Linked DNA regions of Mus musculus: region 2 is linked to region 1. Evidence: chromatin contacts called from public promoter capture Hi-C data. All regions are on one chromosome and are shown on one strand. The core of a region is the stretch at or near the end of the contact, and the rest is flanking DNA. Distances in the headings are between cores, read along the strand shown.

Region 1 (6,405 bases), core at 1,755-4,254:
GGATCCACAGTGGGGAACAATGGAGCAGGTCTTTCTCTAAAGACCCGTGTGCCTAATCTCACACAGGAGGCCTCTCTGCACTCGCAGCCACAGTCTCCACCAAGCCAAGCTGCCCGCCACCAAGCAAGCCAAAGACTCTCCTTCCTGTGGGAACCAGCCGGAGCTCTCTCCTCCTCCTCTTTTTCCTTCGGACCCAGGCCAGAACCAGCCCTGTGGGCCCACACTCTGTTCTCAGTTCTTCTGCCACAGTAGCTTGGTCTGCAGTGTCCAAGAGCTAGAACCTGCTGTCCCTGGCCTCTGTGGGACTCAAGAGCCAGCTCCCAGCAGTTCCCTGGGGACCTCAGACTGTGCTTCCCCACTCCTGGAGTGAGGTTTTTGAGGCTTCTCACAACCCAATGCCTGTCTGGCGGGGCTGGGTGTGTGCAGTCAAACTTCTTGCGTTCTGTCTCGCCCAGTGGCCCGAGCCCTGGGCCTGACAGGGCCACTTAGACCACAGACTTCTCCTAAAATGCTATACACATGGGCAATTAGTTCATGAGAAGATACTTACTATCCTTAGCAGTTATGCCCCAGAGGGCATGCACAAGGGACATGAAAAGCAGATCCAAAAATAAGTCATTCACAAATGCTCTCAACAGCATTATTCAAAATAGCCCAATGGGGAAAATACTCAAATGCCCAACAGAAGTGGGCATCCTATCCACACTGTTCACGATGGTCTAATTGTGATGTATTGACACATGGCACAGTATGGATGAGCCGAGTGAGGGACCATAGTCACGAAGACCACACCCTATGAGGCCCTTTAGATGAAATACCCAGAAGAGGTAAATCTATAGAGGCAGAGAATAGATTAGTGCTTTCCTAGGGCAAGGGGTTGTGGGTGGGTAACAGAGGGAAGGAAGCTAATGGCCTTGGGGTTTCTTTTTCAGGGAAAAAAAAGATTAAAATTAGTTTTAGGGATGGCTACATTATCTTAACAGCTGTGCAAGAAGCTTAATTTTAGACTTTTAATGGTTTTATGAATTCTGCTTCATTAATAACACATACATATTTAAGCCTGTTTTGTTTCAAGAAGTCTAAAAAGTCATCTAGATGTACTTCTGATTCCATTCTATTCCTTTCTGGGTGTTGACTATATGATATGCTAAGGTTCCATTAGTATTATATAACTTTATTGATGACATTGTACTGTAGGTTGATTCAGATATAGTGTAGTCTCTCAGACTTGTGTAGTCTTGTGTACAGAGCACAAGTAACAAGGACTCAACACATTCGGTGTCCACTGCTTCCCTAGCAGAGCTCCTGGCTTCAAGAACATAGCCTTTCCACTTTTGGGGCACAACCCATAAGCAGAAGGACAAGTGCTCTGAAATGGAAGCTGGCCCTGGTGTCTTTCTACTCACCCTTACCCAGTTGGTTTGCTTCATGACACATCACAGAGAAAGAACCCAGGGATGTTGCTGCCTCCTTTGGGCACAGCCAACCTCCAACTGTCCTTGGGAGAAATTGGGACAGACCCTGCTCTTCCCACCCCTCTTCCACAAATCAACAGCCATGTAATGATATGATAGTTGCTAAGAATGACCTGAGGGTCATTCTAGCAGATGACCCTGTTGAAATGTGGTTGCCTGGATCCAATTTTAATCTTGGTCCTCAGAGCACGATTTAACTATGGTCACCACCGCAAAGTTAATGAATAGAGATTCACTGCAGTCTCTTGTAGTTTCCCAGTTGATGTTTAAGGCTTCCCTAACACTTGATAATTATTTATCAATACACTGAGCAAACAATCACTAAGGCCCTACCGGGGACTAGTCTTTATAGTCCAGCTAAGATTACCGAGAATATGGGCTCTTTTCCTAATTAATCAGATTTCCTGTGATTTGGGATAAGTACAGAGGTCAAAAGAGTATCTATAAATATTGGAATCTGATAATGGAGGGTGATAGTCTCTACCTAGAGAATGTGTCAATGAAGAGAAAAAAATTTAAGCTGCATTGTAAAGGAGGAGTCGGAGTTTATCAGTCTGCAAAGGACTTGGGGGCGCAGCTCTGATGAAGTCAGGTTAGACAGAAAACTGCAGGTCTATGAAAGCTCTGAGTCACAGGAAGGGTCTCTGTGTGCTTTGTAGGCTGGGAACTACTGCATGTACAAGGTGGGGCAGAGTGAAGATGTGAGATTGGTATCAGAGCAGTTTGTGAAGGGGCTTTAGCTGAGTGCAGAGATTTCAGTAGCATCCTGTGAGCATCTGACAGCCTGGGCTGTTTCTATCCAGGAGATCGGTGGTTTGGGACATGGAACCTGCATGGGTGGAGGCTTTCATTTCTTTTCTTCAGTGCTCTGACAGGAAGATATGTAATGCCATGTTCCCCTCCCACGGCCAGAGGAGACACACGCGGGCTTCCTACACCTGTCCCCTCTGTTCACTCACAGTTCAAGTTCCTGCTCTGTACTTCCCGTTTCCCATAGTCTCGGCTTTATTAGTCATTTAGAATGTAGGTTACATCCCCAAAGAGTTAAGTGTTCTCTTGTCCTTTGTGCCCCTCCCACTGTCCACATCTGTGGCAGCTCTGTGGCTGAACCCAGTCCCACGAATGCGTCAGGGCTTCGTAAGGGGTGTGTATGGAAATAATACGTGGAATGACTAGGAAGTAGATTCACAATTCCAACTGGTCACAACACAGCGGCATCTCTCCTTTCCAAAACAGAAAGGTCCTCTGCAGCCCTGATACCCTCTCCCCACTCCCTTCCTCCTCAGAAATCCAAGGAAGGTGAGGCTATGAAACCTAGAAGAGTTAAACCTCGGCTAGCCTTTGGCAGAAAGATGGAGCCCCAGTGTAGCTGTATTTGTCCTCACAGCCCTTTCTGCTTCCCCTTGTGGGCATCCTCCCTTCCTTCCTCCCTCCCCCAGCTTTTCTGTTGCCTTCCACCCTGTTCAGAGACAACACCCATGTAGAGAACTCATATGAGCTCATTTGCGCTCTCTGTTCTTTATCTCTCCAGCCTATTGCTAACCTGGGCAGGATGCCTAGCAGGAGAATGGAGCCAATGGTTGACGCATTAGACTTCCACCTGTGGGAGGCAGGGTGGAAACTGGCTTGGAGGAAATGACAATGCTGTGTACACTATGAGACGCATATATATATATATATATATACTATAAATAATATATATGTACTATATATTATATGGCATATAGCCTATGCCAACTATGCTGCTTCATTCCACACCTTTCTTGCATTGTGACTATGAATAGCTGGTGTTTTTGTCCCCATTTTCAGAGGGGGAAATGTAGATTCCTGGTTATTGACTACTTAAATAACCTCAATCGTGAGTTAGAGTTGGGATTTGTTTCTGGTGATTCCTATTATTACTCTTGGGATCTTGAGGGCCTTTGGTTCTGAGGACTCCTTTATGGAAGGAGACTACTGGGGGCCTAGTGATGCCCACTTACCGACCTTGGGATGGGCACGTAAGCCTTTTGAGTTGGAGCACAGTGGTTTCACTCTTTGAGGTTTCTCTCCACCCTCCTGACAGTGAGCATGGCAAGAACCAAGCATTTTGCTTTGCGAAAGAAACACTAATTGCAGTCATTAATGCATAATTACTACATAGCACCACAGTGATTACATGTATCATTGCCCGTGTCGGTGGTACGTTAATACTCACTCTGTTTAAGCTACCCTGAAGTCTGTTCCTATGTTGCCAGTTTTCACAGTTCATTGATCATGTGTGCCATCTCAAATTGGTAACTTAGAAAGAGCAGAAGAGACCTTGAGAAGAAGTCTTGGTGGCAAAGACTGGGAGAATGAAGGCTTGATTACTAGGTAAAGGCTTTTGGATGGTGTATTAGTTTGGTTCTCTGTTGCTGTGATAAAACACCGACCAACAGTAACTTCAGGAAGAAAGAGTTTATTTGGCTTACAGGTTATAGTCCATCATTGAGGGATGCCAAGGCAGGAACTCTAGCAAGAACCCAGAGGAAGGAACAAGAGCAGAGACCATGAAGGAACACTGCTTCCTTGCTAAGCTTGCATTTTTATATACCTCACCTGCCCAGGGGAATGATACTACCCACAGTGGGCTGTGCTCTTCCACACGAATCATTAATCAAGAAAGTAAATTACCTCCCCCTCCCCACGACATGCCCACAGGCCAACCTGATGGAGGCCATTCTTCAATTGAGGTTTCTTCTTCTCAGGTGACTCCAGTTTTGGTCAGGTTTACAAAAAAAAAAAAAAAAAAATGCAGCTCAGAGGGTATGTATCCTGCAACACAGGGAAACCAAGAAGTCATTTGGAAGAGGGAATGATCTGGGCTAAAGCTGGAGTTTTAGAAGCATGGATTTCATGGACTTACTAGGGTGGGGGCTGCAAATTATTTGTTGGAGTGCAAAAGAAATGGAAGTACGTGGAGTGCTATAAATGGGACATCTGTATCACCACCCCTTCACCCAAGGCCAGGGAGGGGATGGAAAGACTGTAAGAGCTGGAGGTCAGGGTGGCAAGACCAAGCCAATCAACATTCTAGCGTGAAGTGGGAGGGGCTCATGAGACTCCACCCCATCTGAGGAGCTACTGACCGCTGAAGGCGTCTGGGGGGGGGGGCGGGGAGAGTCACTTTACTTTAAGGGCGTGGCCTCCAGTAGGTTAGCATGTCCAGTGGATGGTCCCACTCCTATGATTATTTGGAAGCACAAATTGGACCAGGTGGATTACTTTTAAAATAAAAAAAATTGTAAGGAAAACATAAAGTTGTGGGGGGGGGCGAAGGAGGGGGTAGATCTGAGAAGAGTTAGGATGTGGAGCGCTGTTGTGTTAACGTGATCGCGACCCATTGTACGGAATGCTCAGAAAATTAATGAGATATTTTTTAAAATAAAGGATGATAGGAAAGAACTTAAGAAGTAGAGCTTGTGATCCCAACTTCATCAGTGTGAGCTCTGACCTCAGATGTGTGCCTTGACCTTGGTTAGGGACTTTCCTTATCCAGATTATTTTATGTGGGCCCTCCTCATCCCCAGATCCCATAGCATCCAGACAGCCAGAACGGCTGTGTGAAAGATGCCTGGCAAGAGTTGGAAAATGAATCAAATCGGAGCCGCAGAAAGATGCTTTCTACTCCTTCCCGTGATTGCAGATTATATGATCTAAAGATCCAAGGGAAAATATGTGGTGGCTTTATGTCTGAGGACAAGATTTTCTTGGGTATAATTTGCCACGTAGGCCTCATTTTCATCAGACGAGTTCCTCCTAGGGAGAGTTAATGTGAGGTCCACTGTTATCACTAATAAGCACTACGCCATAGTTGCTTCGAGTTATAGAAATGTGATTCCATTTGTGCAATTTGAGTTCGGTGTTAGAGAAGGGTAGAGGTGAAGTCAGCTAGAAGTAGTGGATGGAGGAGAGAGAGAGAGTAGAACTGCCTGTAAGGGTTTGAGGCCTAGAGCTGGGTGGGCTGTATTATTTTTGCCCAAACCCCATTGTCCAAAAGTCCATTCCATTTCTGTAGTGAATAAAAAAGGAGGCCGGAGAATGTGGCTTAGTCTGCCTGGAAGAAAAAAGGAAGGCAAGTTTGGAGAGTCAGTGGACAGACTCTTGTATAGGAGTTCTGTCAGAATAAATACGCTCAACTTCGGGGCCCCAGATCCAACTTCCTAGTTTCCAAGCTGACAGAAACCTTCCCAAAGCTCCTGTGATATTCATGGGTGTGCTCAAGGCAGGTAGCTTAAGTGTGGCCTACCTGTCATCCATTCTGGACAAAACACAGCACCCTAAAGACATTATGTTGGTGTTAATGATGGCAACTTGTCTTGTATTCTAACCGTGTCCTGCTCACCCCCTTGGTACAGGTTTTGCTTCTTCCCTCTTTTTTAGACATTTTAATTTTCAAATCTCAAGAGCTTATAAATGTTCCCGGTTCTGCCAAGACAACTCTGCAAAGAAAACTTCATATGACATCTGTAACAGGTTTATGGTCAAGGCTACACTGATCACATACTTAGGCTTGAAACCAGATGCCACGGTGGATGAAATGGAAACGCCTTCATTCAAGGGTTCACAGTCAAACCCAGAACGCTGTCAGGGAAACCATGTAGAAAAACACTCTTGAGACAAATGAAAGGGGACCCTAAAATGGGCCATTTTTATCATCAGAGTTCCTTGTCGCAGCTGTACAAACCAAGCTAATGAGTCGATGACACAATCCATTGTTGTAAGGGACAAAGTGGCTTCCCGTGAGATGAAGCTTGGACTTCCCATCCTGGGCTTGTCTAGAGCTGGTCTCTCCCAAGCCCTAGGGTAATTACAATAACTAGATCTCCGAAATGAATAATTTGCAAAGTCCAATACTCCTGAATACACAGTCGTTTACATCTTACATCTCACACTCCTATTATCATCT
Region 2 (6,405 bases), core at 2,707-5,206, 110 kb after region 1:
TGAAGACAGAGATGCTGTGGAGAGCCAAAAGCGCAGAAAGCTGGAGCAAGCTGGGATCAAGGTCATGCCTGCCGCACAGCGCTTTGCCAGGTTAGCTCTGCCAGCTGAGGGCTGGCCTGGCTGGCCTTCTGCATGCCTGCAGGTTTGGATTCTGACTCGCTAATTGGACTTCTCATCCCGTTTCCCCAGTTCCTGCGTGTCAGTCACATCAGTGGCCTCTGCTCTGGACAAGTAGAAATAGTCACTGCCTTGGGGGCATGCCTCTGCTGCGTCATTGGCTAGTTTAGATGGAGATAAATCGAGAGCTCCTCTCTGCTTCATTAGACCCCATCCCTGCGGTCAGTTGCGTGGGCTGCAAGATTTACCTAGCAGTAATATTTTATTTTCCTATTGCTTGTGTCTTGCTAAGTTTGATCCTACTCCTAAATGGCTCATTACCTTATGGCCCATCATTAGAATAAGTTCAATATCTTGAAATAGAGGAAGGACAATCTATTCAGAGAGATTAACGGACAAAAATCCATGCATCTGCCTTCTCTTAAGGAGTAGTACGGACCGAGTTTGTCAGTGTGTTTTCGAAAGCATAGTGATTCAAAGGCTAAGACTCGAACACTGACTGACCTCTCTTCATTGGAGCTAAAAGGCTTTCGCATACATAGCATACATTTAACATAGTCATAGTGCCCCTGACTTCCTGAGGTGGGGGAGAGGAAGGAAGTGTTTAGGCAGTCAAAGCTATAGAATTCTACAGGTCTGCAGCTTTGTGGAAAGTTCTGGAAAGCGTATTTTTTACATAAGAACCACAATGAGCCTCACAAATCTAACTAATGCTCAGGACGATTTGACACCTAGAATCCCTTCCATATGCATTTCTTCCTTTTCATTTTAAAAGGAACACACTCCTTTTTGTTAGAAGAAGAAACAAAGGATGGGTGATTGTATTAATTACTTTGCTTGGTGCTGTGAGAAAATATCTGACTTAAGCCACTCAAGACAGGAGTGATTTCTCTTTCGCTCATGGCCCCGGGGGATTTTAGTTCATGATGTCAGGGAAAGTGTGGCGGTGGGAGGGGTATTGACAGGTGCATGAAGCACCTGGCTTTACTGTGGCAGGCAGATGAGAATGGGACCCATAAGGCCAAGCTCCGTCCGGACCTCAAGGCTGGTTCCCAATGACTCGTCTTGGCCAATCATATCCCTTGTCCCGAAGATTCTAGAATCTCCCAAGCAGGGTCACCATCTAGAGATCAAATCAACAAACACAAAAGCCAGTAGAGATTCTGGGGGCAGTTTATATTCACACCATAGCAACGAGAGTACGTAATCTATAGAGCTGGTCAGAGTTGACGTGGCAGCCAGATTCAGGTACTTTGTCTATATTGATACATCTGATTTCACACATGTATTTCTCTATATGTTTCTTATGTGGTTATTTCCATGATCTAGTATTTAATTGAAATATCCAGGGTTGACTTTTATATATTTAATTGTAGGATAGCTTTTGTTGTTTTAAAAGAATTCACAAAACTAATCTATTTCTTGCTGGGTGTGGTGGCGCACGCCTTTAATCCCAGCACTCAGGAGGCAGAGACCGGTGGATTTCTGAGTTCGAGGCCAGCCTGATCTACAAAGTGAGTTCCAGGACAGTCAGGGCTATACAGAAAAAACCTGTCTCGAAGGAAAAAAAAAAAACACAGAATCTATTTCTTCTCTATTTGTGGTAGTCCTACTAAATACTAGAAATTTGATTTAAAATCCTTCTTGCATTATAAGCAATTATCTGAAATAATGAAGAATAATATCATACTATATCCTGAATATTCAAATATTCTTTGACTGTGTTGGAAATATACTTTTCCTGTATCCTTCAAGCATCTACCTACCCCAGAGACCAAGCCAGAGAAGCTGAAACAGAAATGAATAACATCTCATCACCATGTACTGTTTTCTCAACTTCTCTGTCTCCCCTCTTCAAGGCTGGAACACAGTGAAAATATTACTAAGTTATACAGATAAGAGCGTGAACACAAAAAATCAACTCTCCACATCTTTGACGCACATACTTTTATTTTATCATATCTGCGAATCTTTTAGCCAAAGGGTGAACAAGAAGATGCCAGGGACAAGGTCCAGTACAAGACGGGAGTTTTGTAAGTGACCAGTGCTACATGGTAACTGGAAAGCACCTTTTATAATTAAATATTGAATTCTTTCATAAAGATTCTCATTCAATATATAAACATAGAGTCATAGTTTACAATGTGGTTCTGGTGGAAGATATTATATTTAGGTAGTCATTTTTGCTTACATACATGTTTGCTGTTATCTGATTTAACTTTTAAAAAAATTAACTACGAAGCAGAAGTGTGCAGGTTTGTTAATGTCACCACACCTCAGACTTTCTCACACAGTATTGTATTTAAAATCATGTTGATAAACAGCTATAAATATTCCTAGAGACTGTCCCCAATAGCAACACCGTGTATCTCTTCTAGTCACCATGACAAGCTCATTTGGCAGACAAGTTCTCAGTTTCTAGTTCACTCCTAAAAGCACATCCACCATGCCACATACATATGAAACACACACATGGCACATACACATGCACATGCCACATACACATGCACACACATACCACATGAACCTGCCACATGCACATGCCACATACACATGCACACACATACCACATGCACCTGCTACATGCACATGCCACATACACATGCCACATGCACATGCCACCAGCCCAGCATACCTACATTTTGTCACTTAACTTTGTTACAAGGCACAGTAGTCTTGACAGTCATTCTACGTTTACCCACACTTAAGGTTCTGTTTTTAATGTGGCAGAAAGTTGCTTAACTGGAATGAAATGCAAATCATGAAGGAAAAACAAAAACAAACAAAAAGCAAAAAACAAAAACCCAAGGACTCCCCTTGTGTGGAAAGTAAGACTATAAATCACTGAACTACACCAATGTCTCTCAAAGCCTTTGACCCCAAGTCTCTTGTTTGACATCCAGATGGATTCTGGCTGTCATAGTTTTGGACCTAGCTAGAAGATAAAGGGGCAGTGTCTCAATTGGGAAAGACTGTTTGTCCAGGAAGTGCTGTACAAGAAAGGGGCATACACAGTAACGGGAGGGGCCAACCTTTAAAGCCAGGCCACATTTCTGTCTCCTTCCCTGGGATCCCCACATGCCTAGTTGCATTACTTTTAAGCCAATGTGCACACAGAGCAAAGGTACAGGCATGTACACATGATGTTAGAAGCCTATAGGATCCACACTACTTGTGAAAAAATAAATCAGGAGGTTATCTAAGCATCAAGGAACAGAACGTAGGACTTCTCCATAAATGTGTGGCAGTTAATATTTATTAGAGTTTCCATAGAAATTTTTAAAAAGTATATAAACTGCTTTTTGTTCTATTTTATTTTATGACCATGTTAACTTAATTAAGCCTCCCCCATAAGATTCTGCAAAAGAAGCCAGATTTTTTTTTAAAAGAGGGTAAAATAAGAACCAAGATTCACTTCCCCTTAAATTAAAATACCATGGAGATTTGTGTTCTCTTATTTGGTGTTTCCCATTGGAGAAGTGAATTTTGTAACTGGATTCTAGGTTTCACGTGACTGTACTTCTTTCCTAATTATTTGCATGTGTTTCATCACTCACTGATCCTGCTAGTCTGTGGACGTTCCCGACCACGTAGTAATTAATGACAGAGGAGAGACAACTCTCCAGGGGACAATCGACATTTTAGAAATCTTCAGAGGGAGAGCAGATGTAGCCCGGTGCCAGCCACATACTCTTCTGTCCCTCTCTACCAGATGCTGGCTCCCTGCTTCTTTCATCAGATCCCCCAGTCTAGAGACCAGACAGGCATGACCCGGGTGACTCTGGATGTGTCTGCCGTGCCTGGAGACAGGGTAACGGGGAGGTTTCTGATGTTGCCCGTGACGTTCCCAAGAGAACGAACAGGCCTTTCTGGAGAGCCCAGTTTCTTTGAATAGAACCAACTCACTGCCAAGCCAAGCTGGCTACTCATTGCCAAGTAGAAGGGGGTGAAAGGGGATGCCAGCTCTCCCTTAGTATATTTATAGTGTGTGTGTGTGTGTGTGTGTGTGTGTGTGTGTGTGTGTGTGTGTGTGTGTGCTCTTAAGCATGCTGAGGCCAGAGGAGAATATCGTGTGTATTGTATTGGTGCCCCCTGTCTCTGCCCCTCACCCCAGCACTGAGTTAGCGTAGCTCCCACTTAAAGGCAAGTGTATAGTCACTTCCCCTTAAGGCGGCGCGGCACACTTAAAGCCAGGTCCTCTTGCTTGTGCAGCAAGGGCTCAGCTACAGAGCTCACTCCCCAGCTCTCCTCCTCCATTCGTTAGTTTTAACCATGACTCATATGCTTCGAAAAATATAAAGAAACCTTAGACAGGCTAAAACAAACATTTTCTCTGCCCTATCCCATGCACTGGGTCCTTAATCTCTCCTGTCCTTTTTCTTTTCCTTCTTTCCATTTTTTTTTTTAACATGAGGCTGGCAGGGTTGCCAGGTTATAAACTGGCTCTGCATTTCTCTGTAGCCTCAGCAGATCTTGACCTTGTGATCTTCCTGACTCAGCCTCCCAAGTACCCTCAGGTCCCACCAGGGTTCTGCATTTTAAATTACAAATGGGTTATATTCCTTCTAGTAAAACGTGTCCACCCATCAATTGCAACCCTACCAGTAGATGCAAGTCTAAACAGCCTGGCTCTGCTGCTTATGTACACTTAAAGTCATTTAGCTAAGTTCATAAAACTTGAACTAAGAACCTTACTATTCTATGCAAAATGGACACCGTAATTCCTGGTTTGTAGAGTTCTCATGGTCACCAGTCTACATATTAGCTGCTCAGATTTGTGGTTATTGAAAAAAAATAAAAATATACCAGAGTTTAGCAATAGGCTGTTTTTAAGGAATAAGTAACTCAGAATAGAAGTCATTGAAATCTTTTTGGTAAGTGTATACTTGTGACTATTCTTCTACATATCTGCCTTCAATGCATTTTTTACTTCATGGTCAGTAGTGCCAGCCAATAATCTACATCATTTTTCATCTCTCAGAGATGGCCACAAAGCTCTCAATTTAAAGAATTCATACAATGAGCAAGAATTACTCATAGTAACAGTTTTCCGGTTGGAGTAAAGATATTCCAGAGACGGGAATATCTTGAAGTGGCCATTGATAGAGAAACTTTATTCAGCATACATATCTAAATTGAGATCACTTGAAACGAGTCCTGCCACACTGGGCAGCTAGCCTAAAAAGAAACACTTGGGGAATTTGCAGACCAGCTGGGCTTGCAAGATGCATAGAAGGTACCAGATTCACGCTGCTCAAATTGGCATTGTATATTGGCAAGGCCATTTGCATACATGCTTACTTTTGATTTTAACAAATTCTTTCAGAGATGAAAGCCCAGGCCTCCTGGTCAAAAAGTAGAAAGAGTTTTAGTCTTAGACTTGGTTCATAATGATGACTGACTCCAAACTGGGGTGCAAGAATATGTGAGGTATGTAGGTGTGTGCTTCCTACTGAAAGGGCTTTGTAAGATATTAAATGCTGACCTAAATTGTGAGGTATGATGAATTAGCATTCTGCTACCATCAGTCTTCCGAATATTGTTGTGCAATGCAATTTACAACTCTATTCTAAGTACAACTCACAAAAAATCCCTTTATTTAGTTACCAAATTACTTCCCTTTCTCCTGATCTCATAGTCATGATAATGCCTTTTTTTTGTAAGATGCTCTGCTTTCAAAGCTGTTCCTGGCATTGTTGTTTGTCCAGTCAATAGCACAATGGTCTATTCATTGTCATAGAACAGAGTCCCTGGAACCAGCCTACCTTGATTTGTATTCGAATCTATGCACTAGCTGTTTGACCTTGTACAAATTTATTGGCCTAGACTTTCTACTTGATAAAATGAGGATGAGTGGATACATGCCATAGTCTATGCAATTTTAATGCTAGAATTACTACTTATCAGGAATTATACATAGTATATGTTCATTATCCACTGGCCAGCATCGGTATAATCAATTTGGTTTTGCTTAATGACTCTGAAGCAATTCAGTGATCTGTTGTTTTCTACTAACCGTTCTTCATAGCAATAGTTAACCAATCCAAGTTGATTTTTGCCAGACATGTCGACTAAGAATTCAGGGAGGAAAGTGAACACAGTCTAGGGAGGGACTAGGCAGAAGACTAAGAGTTGAGTATGCAGCTCTTTTAAGGGCAGGATTTAATACTTTTAATGATACATTTATTGAGAAGCAAAACATCAGACACACATTTGATTTAAAATCTTGAGATTTTTTTTAGATCAACAAGAGCAATGGCTAATAGTGAGAAGGTGTTATGACTATGA

The links. Capture Hi-C pulls out chosen DNA fragments and counts their contacts.
Region 2: a contact with region 1 is called in a promoter capture Hi-C map of adipose tissue. The contact joins two enhancer-like sites. A contact is called at or near these places in 3 of 39 promoter capture datasets (the C10 cell line, cranial neural crest and frontonasal cranial neural crest), 7 of 484 Hi-C or Micro-C datasets (astrocytes, brain, embryonic stem cells and 3 more), 6 of 115 datasets of contacts at active chromatin or transcription factors (astrocytes, craniofacial prominence, embryonic basal ganglia and 3 more) and 3 of 9 other capture datasets (adipose tissue, macrophages and pancreatic islet).

What each region holds. Positions count from the first base shown.
Region 1 is chr5:66,869,252-66,875,656 of GRCm38.p6, forward strand. The region is part of intron 2 of Limch1 (LIM and calponin homology domains 1); the gene reads left to right. Among named protein-coding and RNA genes, the nearest start is that of Gm52776, 22 kb to the right of the region's middle. Within about 2 kb of position 3,005, at least 11 of the 459 cell types and tissues checked have an H3K27ac peak or open chromatin away from gene starts, as enhancers often do. A contact at or near this core is called in adipose tissue, where this site is marked.
Region 2 is chr5:66,975,730-66,982,134 of GRCm38.p6, forward strand. The region is part of intron 8 of Limch1 (LIM and calponin homology domains 1); the gene reads left to right. Among named protein-coding and RNA genes, the nearest start is that of Gm33040, 21 kb to the right of the region's middle. Within about 2 kb of position 3,957, at least 105 of the 459 cell types and tissues checked have an H3K27ac peak or open chromatin away from gene starts, as enhancers often do. A contact at or near this core is called in adipose tissue, where this site is marked.